3 separate regions of the Mus musculus genome follow, and regions 1 and 3 are each linked to region 2. A link is a contact called in public HiChIP or PLAC-seq data. All regions are on one chromosome and are shown on one strand. Each heading gives the region's core, a stretch centred on a gene start, on an enhancer-like site or on the middle of the called end of the contact. The rest is flanking DNA. Distances are from core to core; before and after follow the strand shown. Region 1 overlaps Specc1 (sperm antigen with calponin homology and coiled-coil domains 1). Region 2 holds the start of Adora2b (adenosine A2b receptor). Region 3 overlaps Specc1 (sperm antigen with calponin homology and coiled-coil domains 1).

The links. HiChIP or PLAC-seq counts read pairs in DNA pulled down with a chosen protein or histone mark.
Region 1: an H3K4me3 HiChIP or PLAC-seq map of bone marrow-derived macrophages shows a contact between it and region 2, with 6 times the contacts expected there. The contact joins the enhancer-like site here to the promoter of Adora2b in region 2. A contact is called at or near these places in 9 of 39 promoter capture datasets (the C10 cell line, the HPC-7 cell line, cranial neural crest and 6 more), 3 of 15 datasets of contacts at CTCF or cohesin (CD8 T cells, the NIH/3T3 cell line and large pre-B cells), 14 of 484 Hi-C or Micro-C datasets (B cells, the HL-1 cell line, bone marrow-derived macrophages and 7 more), 21 of 115 datasets of contacts at active chromatin or transcription factors (CD8 T cells, the HPC-7 cell line, Th17 cells and 14 more) and 3 of 9 other capture datasets (adipose tissue, liver and pancreatic islet).
Region 3: a contact with region 2 is called in an H3K4me3 HiChIP or PLAC-seq map of bone marrow-derived macrophages, with 4 times the contacts expected there. The contact joins the enhancer-like site here to the promoter of Adora2b in region 2. A contact is called at or near these places in 8 of 39 promoter capture datasets (the HPC-7 cell line, the SN4741 cell line, cranial neural crest and 4 more), 3 of 15 datasets of contacts at CTCF or cohesin (the NIH/3T3 cell line and large pre-B cells), 13 of 484 Hi-C or Micro-C datasets (the 3T3-L1 cell line, the BV-2 cell line, the HL-1 cell line and 8 more), 19 of 115 datasets of contacts at active chromatin or transcription factors (CD8 T cells, acute myeloid leukemia, bone marrow-derived macrophages and 12 more) and 4 of 9 other capture datasets (adipose tissue, liver, macrophages and 1 more).

What each region holds. Positions count from the first base shown.
Region 1 is chr11:62,118,693-62,121,392 of GRCm38.p6, reverse strand. Specc1 (sperm antigen with calponin homology and coiled-coil domains 1) reads right to left here. Exons shown (of 15, transcript NM_001281818.1): 4 at 2,111-2,700. Among named protein-coding and RNA genes, the nearest start is that of Gm39985, 26 kb to the left of the region's middle. Within about 2 kb of position 1,307, at least 23 of the 459 cell types and tissues checked have an H3K27ac peak or open chromatin away from gene starts, as enhancers often do. A contact at or near this core is called in bone marrow-derived macrophages and pancreatic cancer cells, where this site is marked.
Region 2 is chr11:62,247,678-62,250,377 of GRCm38.p6, reverse strand. Adora2b (adenosine A2b receptor) reads right to left here and starts at 1,394. Exons shown (of 2, transcript NM_007413.4): 1 at 942-1,394. The coding sequence starts at 1,276.
Region 3 is chr11:62,057,186-62,059,885 of GRCm38.p6, reverse strand. The region is part of intron 3 of Specc1 (sperm antigen with calponin homology and coiled-coil domains 1); the gene reads right to left. Among named protein-coding and RNA genes, the nearest start is that of Gm39988, 8.1 kb to the right of the region's middle. Within about 2 kb of position 1,430, at least 9 of the 459 cell types and tissues checked have an H3K27ac peak or open chromatin away from gene starts, as enhancers often do. A contact at or near this core is called in bone marrow-derived macrophages, neural stem cells and trophoblast stem cells, where this site is marked.

The sequences.
Region 1 (2,700 bases), core at 58-2,557, 130 kb after region 2:
ACGTTTTTTGGGACAGAGTCACTATTTAGCTGGCATCAAATACATAATCTCCCTGCCTCAACCAACCAAGTACTTGGGATTACAGGTGGATACCATCACGCCTAGCCAAAACCACTTTCCTGATAGTTCTCTCTCCTTCCTTCCGTTTTCTTTTTCTTTTTCTGCAAAGCTGTTGACCTTATCATAAGGGAGTAAAGTTCTCCTAATTATAAGGCTTTGCTTTCTCTGAACCAAAGGTTGTTGGTTTTAACATCAGTTAACGTGTTGTTCTGAACACGTTCCTGCTCAACTTTGATTTTAAAAGGTAGTACAAGTCCATGATTAAGAATGCCTATAATACATATGGTCCGATCTTTGATCACTGGCTCCAGAAATTGACAAATTAGACTAATAATTGTTTTCTGCTTTGGTCTGCACAATTGGAAAAAAAAAAAAGATAGGGCTGGAGAGATGGTTCAGGGTTAAGAGCACTTGCAGGTCTTCTAGAGTACCTGGGTTTGGTTCCCAGCACCCACATCAAGGAAGCTCATAACAGCATCACTCCAGTTCCAGGAGATCTGACCCCTCTGGCTTCCACGGGCACCTACACTCACATGCATAGACAACATACACCTACATATAGTTAAAAACAATAAAAATCTTTAAAAAGAAATGCTTAATGTCATGTCAACAGTAAAAGCTGAAGCTTAATGATCTAGAGTTTCTGGGAGTACTTTTGCTCAGCTGGGACAGAAATCAGAAACAGGACAATGCAGCTCCCTTAATGTCCAAGCTCAGAGCTGACATCAGTCATTCTGCTCTTTAGTGTAAGGTATGCCCTGAGTGTCAGCAGCACAGCATCTAGGCACTGTTGATCAGTCCTCAGCAGCCAGAACTATGTGTTCTTGGGACCTCTCTGAAGTCTCCCAGCAGTAAGGCACTTGCCCCGGCAGGCAGCCCCTCTGCAGGCCTACGGAACTTCACCGGTAATGCTTGCGCTGCAGTACTTGCACATTTATGCTCGCAACATAAACTGCTTTTTTGAAACACTGACAACCATCAAATAAAGGGGGAGGATGCTTTCACCCTCCCCCCACCCTCCCCCAGCAGTTTCCCAAGTCACAGATCCAGAGCTGGAAAGACAGGAGTAAGGAGCCAGCCTGCATGCTGTGAGGCAGACGACTATCACAAAGTGACCACCAATAATCCTGTATCACACAACAACATTCCAGCCAAATCAAAGAGTTATTTTAAAAATGAAAGCCATGACCACTTATTTAATCTTGGGCTCTAAGCTAAAAAAAAATTCAGGAAATGATTAACAGACTTGAATGACATAATTTAGTACTAAGTTTTGGCAACGGCTCAAGGATGCAAGTACTCTCATGAACTGGTGGGAACAAATTGGCATATTATTTCTGGCAGGCAGTTTGGCTAAATGTGTTGAAAGTCTTTAAAATGTTTATACTCTTTGACTCACTAAGTCAACGTCTAGGAATTTCTCCTGAAGAAATAATCAGAGATATATAAAAATTTACTTTTAATATTCTAAGACAAGAAAGAACATAAACAACCAATAATACACACATAGCAATAACAGTGGACTAGTGAGTATAAAATAGTTGCATGATAAGTACTAGCTGGCATTGAAAGCAACATTTTAAAAAGCCAGTGCTAGAATATGCTCACAAAGTATTAAATGTATCAAAAAGTCCATCAATGTATACAGGATGGTTCTAAATCTTATTTTATCCTATTTTTGTGTGGAGCTAGGGATCAAATCTAAAGTCTCAAGGAGGCTATGAAAGTATTCTACCACCAAGACACAGGTCACCCCTGACGGTCTTCATCACTACACCATATCATCTGATGTAATTTACAGTATTTCCACTAATCTTTTTATCTATCTGTACAGAAATCTGGGTGGGTTTTTTTTGTTGTTGTTGTTTTGTGTTTTGTTTTGTTTTAAAATTTGGAATCCCCAGAGCTAACCTGCCTAAATTCTAATAGATTTCCAAATCAGAAGGCTTAGATTCACAAATACAGTTGAATAATTGATTCTCTTTGGTTCACAATGTTAAGGTCTCAAAGAGAAATGTCAACAAATACTAGTTGAGAACTGTCTTCTTACCTTAGCTAGCAGGCTGGAAACATGTTTAATTTCACCATTTGCCTTTAGCAATTCTTGTCTGAGCTCTGTGCAAGACAGCTGCAACTGATCTTTCTCAGCTCGAGCCACTTTCAGCATCTCCTGAACCTCGAAGTTCTCTGCTGTCTGCCCCACAGTACTGCTGGCCTCTATGGCTTTTTGCTTATCAGCCTCCAAAAGAGCCTTCAAGGACCCATTCTCCATTTTCAAGCCTTCCAAGGTAACTCGACATTCCTCCAGAGTTTTGGCCATCACACTATTATTACACCGCTCATGTTCTAGGAACCCATTCAGCTTCTCATTTTCTTCCTTCAGGTGCTTAATCATGTCTATAGCGCCTTGGTTTTCTTCCTCAACCTTCCGTAGGCTACAGGTCAGCTGCTGCTGAATGTTGAGCAGCTTCTCTCTTTCAAAGCGGCTCTTCTCGAGAATATCCGTGCACTTCTGCTCCAGCTCAAGGACCTTCCCTCCCTGGGCACTGGGTTCCTCATTCTTCACTCGCTCCTGTAAAAGGTTGATCAGCTTCTCATTTTCCTGACTCAGCTGTTCTGCCCTCTCTCGGTGCTGGTGGA
Region 2 (2,700 bases), core at 145-2,644:
GGCCCAGGCACTACCAAGGAGCAGCAAACTCAACTTTAAATTTATTAGCTACAAGTGGAAGCCACTTCCCCAACTGACTGACTCCCTGCCCTGGATCCTGTTTTCCCATCATGGAATAAGGAGAAAGTGATTTAGGTATACTCTGAGAGCCAGCGAACAGGGAGCCCTCACCAGTTTTCTGGGCCTCTTCAGGCTCCTGGGCACTGCAGCAGTATACAAATAAGGTTACACAATGGGCTAGAGGCTCTAAGACTGTCTTGTCAGTGTTCACTGAACCAGTAAGCACAGTAGCTCTTTAAAATGTCTGGGAATACTTTGAGCCACCGCGAAGCTAGTAGGGACCAATGTTCCTAGAGTTTCCCATCAGAGTTGAGCCTGGCTGCCTCATTTCGAAGTAGGCACATTTTAAAGCTGTGTCGTTAGACCCTATGACCCTTCTAAAAGTACCAATTCCAGCGTCTAAAGTTGCCTCGTTCTTAGCTGAAGCTTCTCCGCGCCCTTTCCGCACAGGACTGCATCTGGCAGCAGCTTTGATCTGCATGCCCGACTCCGGGCAGCAGCTCTGTCTCTCCAGAGGGCCGGGAACGTCCACAAAACTTAAGGAATCTAGAGCTTCCTGAGCCCTTCCTTGGCAGGTAACTCGTCGGACGAGCACTTCTCAACGCCCCTAAGGGTGTTCTTATGCAGATTCCCTAAACTAGGGGCAATTAGAGCATCCCTGACTCCAAAAGGGGACCCAGTCAGTGGCCTGTTCTGTCAACCCAGGAGAGTCTTGATAGCCGGCAGAACAAGCGTGCTGGAGAAAGTGCGTCCTCCACTCCAGTGCCCAGCGTGCTCCTAATCTGGCCCATCTGGGAGTCCAGAAAGTAAAACCGTGGGCCTGGAGAGGGCGCCCCTCTTTAGAACTTTAACCCGGCCAAGGCAAGAAAGATTCGTCTCACCTGAGCGGGACGCGAATGGCCAGATATCGGTCGACAGCCACCGCCAAGAGGCTAAAGATGGAGCTCTGTGTGAGCACCAGCACGAAGCAGGCGAGGAAGAGGCAGCCGTGGAAGTCCGTGCAGAAGCCCAAGCTGATGGTGATGGCAAAGGGGATGGCGAAGAGTCCCACGGCCACGTCTGCCGTCGCCAGGGATACCAGAAAGTAGTTGGTGGGGGTCTGTAATGCACTCGAGGCTCCCACCGCGGCGCACACCAGCACGTTGCCCGCCACCGCCAGCGCAGCGATAACCAGCTCCAGCGCCACGTACAGCGCGTCTTGCGTCTCTAGCTGCATGGCCGGGCCAGCCGGGCCCGGGGAGTCCTCTACTGGGGTAGTGTCGGGCTCAGGACAGCTGCTAGGGTGCCGCCAGGCATGGCCACAGCGCTGAGACCGCGCGTCCCAAGCTGGGTCTGCGCCGCCCAGCCAGTGCGCTCCGGACGGGGGCGGGGGCGTGGCCTTACGGGGGCGGCGCCCATTGGCCGGCTGCCAGGAGCCGGTCTTGGCCCCGCCCCCTGCCTAGGGTCCTTGCTCCAGCTGCTCCTGAGCTCGGGGAAGGATGGGTTCCCGAATTTCCCTCGGGCGGGAGAGGGACACATTCAGGAAAGACACCTCGAAGCTTCACCACTTCCCGCCCGAGCGCGAAGTCCCAGACTTCACCCTGTCCCGCGCCCGATCTGCACACTCTGAACTGACGCCCCTGCAAGGTGTCCATACTCCCCAGCACCGGAGCTGCACCCCAGGTCCGGGCCCGGGCTTCCTCTCAGTGCTGCATTCTCCGCGCGGCCCCTAATCCACCCGATCCCGTGGTCTCCGCTGCCCCGCCAGGGTGCTCGCCGGCTCAGCCCTGCGCTCTCCAGCCCACTTATCCAAGACCGGCTTCCGCTCACTTGCGGCGCCGCCTCTTCCCAGACACTGCCGCCTTCATCCACTCCAAGAAGGGTGCTGAGCGCCCACACCTGTGGGTGATCTGTCCTTCCTGCCACCTGTAAGAAGCCCCCAGCGCCCTCCACCGCCTTCAACTCCACACTTCTCTCCTAGCGAGCCCTGGCTGCTCCTTGGCGTTTGGAGTCCTTAATCCTTCTAGAACACAGCTTCTGCCCCGCGGAAGCTGCTACCTGTAGTCACCAGCCAGGATGGTTAAGGAGTTTGTCAACACAACAAAGATGACTGAAAAAAAAAAGATTAAGCTGAACTAAAACACGGGTGACCTCTAAACAGCTTCTTTGAAGAATAACGGGTTTTTTCTTGGGGTTTTTTTTTTGGTTTTTCGAGACAGGGTTTCTCCGTGTAGCCTTGGCTGTCCTGGAACTCACTTTGTAGACCAGGCTGGCCTCGAACTCAGAAATCTGCCTGCTTCTGTCTCCCAAGTGGTGGGATTAAAGGCGTGCGCCACCACGCCGGGCTGATTTTTTTTTTTTTTTTTTTTAATGTTGTGGCTGGATTAGCTCTCTCTGAGTATGAGTATGGGCGTGGGGGAGGGGAAAAGTGCGTTGAATTACACTTTCTGCATGGCTGTATGATATATATAAAGTACATTTCAGGGTTAGCTGTAATATTAACAGCAAATCCCCCACGAGCCCACTCATAGCATAGACAAAATCACCAAAGCACACAGAGTACATGTTCTATCTGGGTATTTTAAGGGTTTGGTTTTTTTTTTTTTTTTTTTTTTTGTTTATTTGTTTGGTTTTTTTGTTTTTTGTTTTTTTGGATTTTTG
Region 3 (2,700 bases), core at 181-2,680, 190 kb after region 2:
TTATAATAACTTCATATGTCCACAATATATACATGTAATTGTTATGTTTGTAACATGTGAAGATAAATTTTATATTGTATTACATTTAATATATAAATATTCTGTGTATATAGCACATAAATATATATGTATAATGTGCTGTACATATATCCATACAGCAAACCATGTAACCATCCACATTAGCACCACCATGTAGACCCCAGCTAAATATTCACATTCCATTTCATTGCCCTTGAAATAAGAGGCACTGTACTGGGATGCTACAGAGGGCTGCAGGTTGTATCACTGCCCACCCGTGAAAAAGGAGCCCGATTTGCAGGGCCAGGGAAAAGCTCCCTGAGATAACACGGATGATTTAATATGTTGAGCTGGTTTTAGATCAGATAATGCAGATTCCCCACTCTGCCAGGGCCACCATGTCTCTCCCGTGTAGTGTCCATTTCCTTCTCTTCTTGTCGGAGCAGGTGATTCCTAAACGCTCCCAACCCTACAGTATCTGTGACAGATGTCAGGGGGCGAGAAGTGTTTATAAGCCTATGCAATTCTTCTGTTCTTAAATTTGTATGTATTTGGGTTGCTGGAGAGAAGGCACAAGGCATGTGGGTAGTGCACAGACATACATGCAGGCAAAATACCCCCACACATAAGAATAATAGAAATAATTTTTAAAGATTTAGTATGTATTTAAATCTAGACATCAGTCAACTGTGATTCTGTGTGTGTGTGTGGGGGGGAATCTTAGGCTAAGCCCAACCCCCTACAAGGTGTGCTCCACACTAAGGAATGTAAGTTTTGGGGTTTTTTTGTTTTGTTTTGTTTTGTTTTAGCTGTAATTCCCAAGAGAGAGATTCTACTCTGGGAAATAGTTCAAAGGGAGAAATCACCACAATTATAGTCATATCTACATTCAGGCTCTGCACTACCTTCATTCCATTCTAACAATTATAGTAGAGAAGTGAGATATCTCCATTATACAGCTAAGAAAATAATATAGGGCAAAAATCAATGAAGTCACAAACAGAAAAGGATAGAGGAAATTAATGAAAATGCTGATTGTTAAAAAGTCAGTAAAATTGGCAAACCTCTATTAAAGCTAACAAAAAAGTCAGGATGACAGCTTACTTCTATAACGCCAGCATTTGGAAGACTGAGGCAGGTGGATTGCTGTGAATTTGAGGAAAGTCTGGGCTACATGTTGAGTTATGGGCTAATGCTAGGTAGAGCAAAACCCTGTCTAAATCACAACAACAATACTAACAACAGAGAGAAGGAGAGAGGGAGGGGAGGGAGGAGGGGGGAGGGAGAGAGAGAGAGAGAGAATACAAATGATCAATATCAAGAGTTAAACAGAAAGACATTGCCAAGACCCTGTGGACTCAAAGCATGAATTCAAGGACAGTATGAATAACTGCCCTCCACACACAGGAAATGGAACAAAGGAGAAACAGCTGACTGCTTGGTGAGCTCACCTCCTTCAGTGTGGTGTGGAGAATCTGAGCAGTCCTACAAGCATTAGGGAAGTTTGCCTTTGTAGTTTTAAAAATAAGCCTCCTTCTGACTGGGGATGTAGCTCAGTTGGTAGAGCGCTTGCCTTGGATGCAAAGCTCTTGTTCAGTCCCTAGAACTGCACAAACTCCTCTGCTGCCATGCGTCCGGCATCCCACGTGGGGGAGGTGGAAGCAGAAAGATCAGAAGTTCAGAGCCATCCTCAGCTACATACTGGGTCTGAGCACAGCCTGTGTCAAAAGACCCTGTCTCAAAACAAATAAAAAAATTTCCCTTCTTAATGAAAAAACAAAATGAAAACTAACTCTAACTGCAGTAAAGTTTCACCAGGGGATTCACCAGATAGTTAATGAAGAATTAATACCGACTCTACACAGTTTCATCAGAAATGGAAGGGTGTATCTTCTGAAGTAGTAGAATCTGACTCCAAACCCACACAGAAAATGAAAGTACAGACCCACAGGAATCACAGTGAAGAGGATCCTTGTTGCTGCTGTTGTTATTAAATCAGTGTCTCACTATGTAGCCCTGGCTGGCCTGGGACTGTGTGTATAGATCAGCCTGACCTCTAACTTGCAGTGATCCTCCTGCCTCTGTCTCCCAAGTGCTGGGACCACAAGTGTGCACTACTATATTAGGCATGCTTTTTGAGACAGTGTCTTGATCCATGCATCCCTCCATCTCTCAGGACAGGCTGGAACACATGTATCCCAGTGTCACACATATGGTCCTCTTGGGCTCCGTGTTGACGTTACAGGTATGTACCACCATGCTCAGTTGCTAAAAATAAAAATTCTCAAAACACTTCTAGCAGGCGTCTGAAGAGATGGCTCAGCAGTTCAGAGCACTGGCTGCTCTTCTAGAGGATCAAGGTTCAATTCCCAGCACCCTATGATTGCTCAAAGCTGTCTGTAACTCTAGTTCCAGAGGATCCAGCACCCTCTTCTGGATCCAGCAGGCAAGAGGCATGCACATGGTACATAGATGCATATGCAGGCAAAACATCCATGCACATAAATAATTTAAAAATAAACACCATTAGCAAGTAGAATTTGGCAATATGAAAAAATATACCATAGCAGATATGGAAGGCAAGTACAAGACTAGAAAAAAAAATTCAGTGTAATCCTGTATATGAATAGGCAAAAAAAAAAAAAAAAAAAAGGGGGGGAGGGGGAGGGAGAAAAGGAAAGA